Regions from separate parts of the Mus musculus genome. Here region 1 is linked to region 2. The links are chromatin contacts, called in public Hi-C maps. All regions are on one chromosome and are shown on one strand. The core of a region is the stretch at or near the end of the contact, and the rest is flanking DNA. Distances in the headings are between cores, read along the strand shown. Region 1 overlaps Stard9 (START domain containing 9). Region 2 holds the start of Stard9 (START domain containing 9).

What was found. Hi-C and Micro-C count contacts between places; a contact is called where the count stands out from the background.
Region 1: a contact with region 2 is called in a Hi-C map of Sertoli cells, with 3 times the contacts expected there. The contact joins the enhancer-like site here to the promoter of Stard9 in region 2. A contact is called at or near these places in 3 of 39 promoter capture datasets (embryonic stem cells, epiblast stem cells and stem cell-derived epiblast-like cells), 1 of 484 Hi-C or Micro-C datasets (Sertoli cells) and 2 of 9 other capture datasets (adipose tissue and pancreatic islet).

What each region holds. Positions count from the first base shown.
Region 1 is chr2:120,692,906-120,696,606 of GRCm38.p6, forward strand. It overlaps Stard9 (START domain containing 9), which reads left to right. Exons shown (of 33, transcript NM_001370940.1): 22 at 426-900; 23 at 2,839-3,701. Among named protein-coding and RNA genes, the nearest start is that of Cdan1, 37 kb to the right of the region's middle. Within about 2 kb of position 1,911, at least 7 of the 459 cell types and tissues checked have an H3K27ac peak or open chromatin away from gene starts, as enhancers often do. A contact at or near this core is called in Sertoli cells, where this site is marked.
Region 2 is chr2:120,626,948-120,630,586 of GRCm38.p6, forward strand. Stard9 (START domain containing 9) reads left to right here and starts at 2,174. Exons shown (of 33, transcript NM_001370940.1): 1 at 2,174-2,323. The coding sequence starts at 2,277.

The DNA of each region.
Region 1 (3,701 bases), core at 661-3,160, 66 kb after region 2:
TTTCCCAGCTTCATGCTGCCAAGCTTCTGCATTCTGACCTTTGTTGTCTTTGTGATATGATGGAATCTTTTGTCCTGGGCATTCTCTTCCTTCTTTTAGAGACCTGAAGCTCACACAAGGGGGCTGGAAATAAGCAAGTGGACTTCTCTATGGCCCCTCAGAATGAGGCATCTTCTGCTGACTCCCTCCAATGGCGCACTTGTCTGTGCATTTCCACCCGCCCCACTTGTCCACTGTTACATTGAGGCCTACACGTCTTCCTTTCCTTTCCCTGCAGTGAGGAGGCCCTGTAGCTTCCTCTTGCCACGCCGCTCTATCCAACCCTCTTCACTCCTTACAGCTCTAGCCATGGCTGGAGATGTCTGAGTCCAGACAGCCATAGGCAGGAAGCGCTGACTTTCTCTCTGGGTGTGTTTGCTTCCCAGACCAGCAGTGGCTACTCACAGAAGAGACCTGGCTAGCCAGCTTACGAGAGACACAGCAAGAAGGCAACTGTGGAGAAGAGAAAGAACTTGAGGCCTCTGTGGCACCTGATGCTTGGCTTCCAACAGTTCCTCAGACTCCACCATCCCCACTGGTCCAAAGCCAGAAGAGGGTGGTGCAGCCCCAGTGCTCACCGAGACATACTACTCGGGCTACCGTTTGGAACATCAGGCAGAAAAAGGTATCATTCCAGCTGGAAAGAATTATTAAGAAGCGGAGGCTGCTGGAGGCCCAGAGGAGACTGGAGCAGCTCAGTACCTTCTTCTGGATCCAGGACGATGGTGCTTCCAGGGCCCCAAGTTGGGCCTCTAGCTCTAACACCTCAGGCCCAGGTTCTCAGCGGAGAAGCAGATGGACAACTTGCAGTTCTCTGAGTCTCCAAAGGCTCGGCTGCCGACGCCTGCCCCAGCTACACAGGTACCAGTGATGCCACTAGGAGCCATGGCTGGAGTTAACCCAACTTTCCGGGCAGGGCAGTGCTCCTGCTGCTTGGTCTGTGAGGAGGCTAGGTGTTTATTGGGCTTCTCTTTGTTTGCTTTTTTTTTTTTTTTTTGGTTTTTCGAGACAAGGTTTCTCTGTGTAGCCCTGGCTATCCTGGAACTCACTTTGTAGACCAGGCTGGCCTTGAACTCAGAAATCCGCCTGCCTCTTCCTCCTGCGTGCTGGGATTAAAGGCATGCACCATCACACCCAGCTTGCTTTTTTTTTTTTTAAAGAGATTTACTTATTTAATGTATATGAATACACTGTAGTTGTACAGATGGTTGTGAGCCTTCATGTGGTTGTTGGGAATTGAATTTAGGCCCTCTGCTTGCTCCGGTTGGTCCCACTCACTCAGGCCCAAAGATTTATTTATTATTATAAATAAGTACACTGCTGCTGTCTTCAGACAAACCAGAAGAGGGCATCATTGTGTAGTTGCTGGGATTTGAACTCAGAACCTTCAGAAGAGCAGTCAGTGCTCTTAACTGCTGAGCCATCTTGCTAGCCCTTGTTTGCATATCTTTTTTTTTTTTTTTTAAAGATTTATTTATTATATGTAAGTACACTGTAGCTGTCTTCAGACACTCCAGAAGAGGGAGTCAGATCTCATTACGGATGGTTGTGAGCCACCATGTGGTTGCTGGGATTTGAACTCTGCACCTTCGGAAGAGCAGTCGGGTGCTCTTACCCACTGAGCCATCTCACCAGCCCTTGTTTGCATATCTTAAGAATCAGGCAGCTTCTTATACTTTCAGAGCTGCTGTTGCTTCCAGCTCTCTGCTTCTTTTCAAGGAACTCGAATCATTTGCATGTGTCCAGATGCAGTTTCTTATGTATCCTGCCTTCACCCTCATCTCACCTCCAACCAGTCTTCCTTGATCCCACAGGCAGCCTCCACCCTGACCTGACTCCCTCGTACATGTTTGGATCTGACTGTTGGCTTTTTCACTCCCAGTCTGCTGTTGTAGGGTGGGGAGTATATTATCTCCCAGATTCCTTGGAGTGGAGGCCTGCATCCTGTTCTGTGTGTCCTTGGCCTTGCACAGTAGAGTCACACAAAGTCTGTTGCTGTCATGTTTTCTCACCACTTTGTCCTTCAAATAATTGGGCACGCAAGCCAACTTTTTTACTATGGAAAACATTCAAGCATGCAAAAAGTTGAGAGACGTATGGAGTACCTATTTTGAGCAACTATAAAGATGTACTGCACTTACTTTAGAGTCCCACCACCCTATCTTCCAAAGGATTTAGAATAATATCACCCCCGTATCTTTACGTATTATCTCTAAAAATAAACAACTGTTCTGTCATACCTACAAAATCATACCTGCCAAGATTAGGTTATAGCTTGATAGACACGAACACCTGGGTCACACTCAGTTTTCTCAAGTTACTTGAAGGGTGCCTTGATTTTCCATATCAAGATCTAATTGGATTTATAAACTACATGTCACTATTAAGTCTGAAGTTCCTAAAGTCATTCTTTCCTATTTCTTCTTATCAGTATGCAAAATGGGTCAGCTCTGTAGATGATACCACACCACAGATCATCTGCTTGATTCTTTATAGAATTAAAATTGTTCCCATTTTCCTCACATAGCCAATTTCTTGAAATGTAGGTCAGTTAAACTTTTCCCTAAGATAAAGCAGTTGGGGGCGGGGATTGAGTAACATGTATCTGAGACCTCTGAAAGCCAGGGCTCTGTTGTCAACAGTCTGCTTTTGTGTGTTATTGATCTGAGGAGTGCAGGATACAGTGAGTGGGCAGCTTGCTTTCCAACCTCTTTCAGAGTAACTAAGTAGAATGCCACATTCCTCCTGTATTGACACAGGAACATTACTATTCTAAGATGGCTTTCCTTATCTTCACAGTGATTTCATGAACTGGGATCCTTCTGCCATGTCACCACCTGTGCCTGAGCTGACTCACCAAATGCCAGAAAAAACCTTGTCAACAGATTGCATTCCTCCAAAGGCAGGTCGCCTGGGCAGGAACAGCTTCCATTCATCTCGGTGGAGGAAGTTCTCTCCAGCCAGGAGAGCCTCTACCCAAGGCACCCATCTCACTGTGAGCCACAAGTCTGTCAGTAGTCAAGAAATTGAGTCGCTGGGTAAGCAACCCTGTCAGATGTCATCCCAGGGCCAATCAACTAAGAAACAAAAAGCAAGAGATGGTTCAAGGACCTTCATCCCTGCTGCCCAGACCAGATGGGCCTCTGTCAACACAAAAACTGGATGGCAAAAAGAAGGGACCTGTGGGACCTACAAGGATCCCAAGGAAACTACTTCCCAATCTACGGATCTCAGTGGATTGGAGCCAGCAGCTGGGCATAGAAAAGTCGTCAAGACTTTTCAGGCAGAATCCAAACCATCTCCTTCAAGCAGGGCATCAAAAAAGCATCAGCGGGTGCTGGCAGCTAGGGCCAGAGACATTGTCAAAACGTTCTCTCGTTTGCCTCATGGCGGTCCTTTAAAAAACCAACCTCGTGCAGGGGATCCAGGCACACCAGCCTCCTTCACAGATTCTAGACCTATAAAGGACCCTGTAAGGGAAGAGGACAGAGATTTATCTGACACTGAAAGCAGTTACTCAGTGGATTCTCTTTCTTATATCTATGCCAAAGTTCCAAAGAAACTACTGAAACCAGAGGACCTTCAGGGAAAATGGAATCTCCCGGATTCAGAGAACTCTGAAAGTGACAACAGTCAAATATCTGAGGATTCACTTGCTGGGA
Region 2 (3,639 bases), core at 924-3,423:
TTTAGACACACCAGAAGAGGGTGTCAGATCTCATTTCGGATGGTTGTGAGTCACCATGTGGTTGCTGGGATTTAAACTCAGCACCTTCCGAAGAGCAGTCAGTGCCCTTACCTGCTGAGTCATCTCACCAGCCCCGTTCTTGCTTTTTAAAACATACTTTTAAATTTTAATTTGCTGCATGGCTAAACATTTTTTAAAACTGTTTTTACCTGTTAGTCTACTCCCAGTTCTATGAGGTCAGAGGTTTCACCAGACAGGTGTGTTCTGATTGCTTAGAACAGTGTCTGCCTTAATAGAGGCTGACGTAGGAAATTCTATGAACTAATAGTCTCTGAAAAACTTCCCAGCCTTACTTTCCTCAAATATAGTGGGGTGTCACTGGTATCAGTGAGGACTTCCTTTAAGAGTCTATATAAAGTAGTGACTTTCTTAACTTTCTCTTTAACCACCTAACACTGTTACTCTCTTTTATTCCCTTTTATTTTTCTTTGCATTTTGTGTCTGGCACAATGTTATACACATTTAGATAGTTATTTCCTTTTCCATAAGATCCTAATTCTCATGAAGGAAGTGACTTGGGGTTTTTTGTTTTTTGGTCTGTGTGTTTCTTGTTTGTCTTGGTTTTGTGTGAGTCTCTCTCTCTCTCTCTCTCTCTCTCTCTCCCTCCCTCCCTCCCTCCCTCCCTCCCTCCCTCCCTCCCTCCCTCCCTCCCTCCCTTCCTTCCTTCCTTCCTTCCTCTCTTTCTTTCTTTCCTTCCTTCCTCTCTTTCTTTCTTTGAGACAGGGTTTCTCTGTGTAGCCCTGGCTGTCCTGGAACTCACTCTGTAGACCAGTCTGGCCTTGAACTCACAGAGATCCACCCGCCTCTGCCTCCCAATTGCTAAGATTAAATAAAGGCTTGCAGAACCACTCTCCAGCTTATATAAACTCTAACCCTAATATTAATAATACAATGGCTAACCCTACCCCACCTCTCTCTAATCATGATGTTTGACGATTTAGTAGTCTTCAGTGGACACAAATTTGTCACCATCAGAAACGGACCCTTGTTTCTGTTTTTGCTGTTGTGAGACATGGGAGCTTCCTGTGTGGAGGTCTTGGAACTCCCCAGTGTTGGAATTGTTAAGTGTTCATCAGCACCCCAGGTCTCAGAGCTGGGCTTCAGGCTTTACAGCTATAAATAGCTATTTCTTATTTGAATAAACCAGCTCTGATCAGACAGCATTTGCTCTGTATGTACTATAAATACTGCTTAGGGTGGTAGTGAAGTTACAGGGCAACCGAGAGAAATTTGTCAGTAAGTTAGGAAAAAAAAAAAAGAAAGAAAGAAGAAAAAAAAAGCCTCTTCATTTTTTTTTTTTTTTTTTTTTAGGCTGGGCATGACAGCCCACACCTTTTTTTTTTTTTTTTTTAAGATTTATTTATTTATTATATGTAAGTACACTGTAGCTGTCTTCAGACACTCCAGAAGAAGGAGTCAGATCTTGTTACGGATGGTTGTGAGCCACCATGTAGTTGCTGGGATTTGAACTCCAGACCTTCGAAAGAGCAGTCGGGTGCTCTTACTCACTGAGCCATCTCACCAGCCCCAAGCCTCTTCATTTAAACGCACCTTAGAATTACAAAATCATTTGTTTTTCTCATTTCATTGTTGTTGTTTTGAGACGGGACTTCACGCTGAACTCCAGGCTGACTTCAACTCACCATGTAGGCTAACCTTGAATTCAAAATATTCTTGCCTCAGCCTCTACGATAGGCTCCACTTTATTTTTGACCTTAAAATTTAGCCGCAGTTTTGACATAGCAGACCAATAGGGTAAAAAATAAAATTACTAATTTCCTTCATGAACTTTCAAGTATTAACCAGAAATTCAGTCACCAGATTTTAGAACAAAAGAGATACTACAGCTTGCGTAGGACAGTCAGCGGTGCGAGGGGTAGAACGAGACCAGGTTGCTCAGCCCACCTGCCTCAGGATTGGCTAAGGCTCCGCAGGCCCCGCCCCTGTCTGGCGTTTCCTTGCACTCGGGCGGGAGCGTCCAGAGAAGTGAGAGGGTGGAGCAAGGCAAGGAGGCCCACCCCCATCTGTCTCAGGATTGGTTGATACCTAGTGGGCCCCGCCCCCTAGGGCGAGGCTTGGGCTGCGGTCGGGAGGCGCGTGGGACGGGCGGGGCAGTCTGTGGCTCTTGCAGTGCCTGTGGCTGGGTCTGTTCGCTGGACGCCGGCCAGGGATGCTTCCGCCGGACCGCTGTGTGGGTCTTGGGTTGTGGCGGAGGGATGGCGAATGTGCAGGTGGCCGTGAGGGTCCGGCCTCTCAGCAAGCGGTGAGTCTGTCAGGAGGGGGCGCCTGAGGGGTCAAGTGAGCTGAGAGGAGTGCGAGGTCCCTGCCTTCCTCAGGGTGGACTGGCGTGGAGAAAAAAAAAAAATCAGACACAGATTGTCATGGAGGCTCAGGGTCCAGAAGGCCTGGAGGGACAGGGCTTCGCGTCCTAGGAGATAGCAGTTCTTGTGTGGCTCCAGGAGTCGCTGCCCTGTGTGCATGTCCTTGGTGACCTGCCAACTAGTTTCTAGGGACCCTGGCTTGGGTCTTGGTGCACGTAGTAGGGCCTTTCTCACGGAGCATGACGTGAGGAAGTACAAAAGGATGGGCAGACTCCACTACTTTTGGTGTTCTGGGAGTACCCAAGTGAGGACTGGAGGCTGTTGTGTCCGTATATACACATGGGATTGCTCCAAGAGGACATAGGAAAAAGAATTATCAGGATATGGAAGGAAAATAAAGGCCCAGAGAAAGTACACTCTCAACCTGTGCTCAGTAGTTGGTGTGATTTAAAGACTGAACTGTGACATAGGGGAAGTTTCTCCAGACATCTCTTCTTGGTGTCCTCCATGCTAGCTAGTTCCTTGTGTAGGAGCCTGATTCTGCACCCCTCAGCCCTTGAGGCATCCAGTGTGAAGCTGCACACTTCATCCTCTTTTCCTCTCACTTGGGAAGTCAGAGAATGCTTTGCACAAAAGTTGGTGTCAAAGAGCTGTTGTGAATGATCTTTGAGTTTTCTGACAAGTAAGGAGAAGAAGTGCAGAGTCCTCCAAGAACAGGAAGAAAGAGCAAATCTCTGCTCTTAGGGTGTAGATGGAAGCCTTGGACACCTGCTTGGGTTGAAGCGGAAGAGTGATGGGTGATAAAACTGGCAGAGTGTGGGTCTAGACCAGATGACATGTATTGGAATTAGCAGGTTTTTTTTAACTGTCCAGTACACAAGATACCTTGGTAAATGGGAACAGAGGTCAAAAAGGGCATTGTCTCCTATGACGAAAATGGTTCTGTATGGGTTAGGTTTGTCCTTTTAGAGGCCATCTGCTTTTAAAAGTTTAGACCGAATGAGAGCAGTGAGATAGGAGGAACACAAAAGAGTGTACCCCAAATTGCTGTGTTTTGATTGGTAAATGACTTTTTAAACATCTGGCTTTATATCACTGCCTGTGGTGACTCAGGGCTGGGGGCCTCCTGGGAGTAGCTGCTGTCTAGGAGGAGGTCCTTTCCAAACTGTCTTTTAGGATTTGTAGGATAGCAACATTGACCACTTACTCTTAACTGTTTAGTTCCTTGGAAACCAGCAATTTCAAATAGCATGGATTA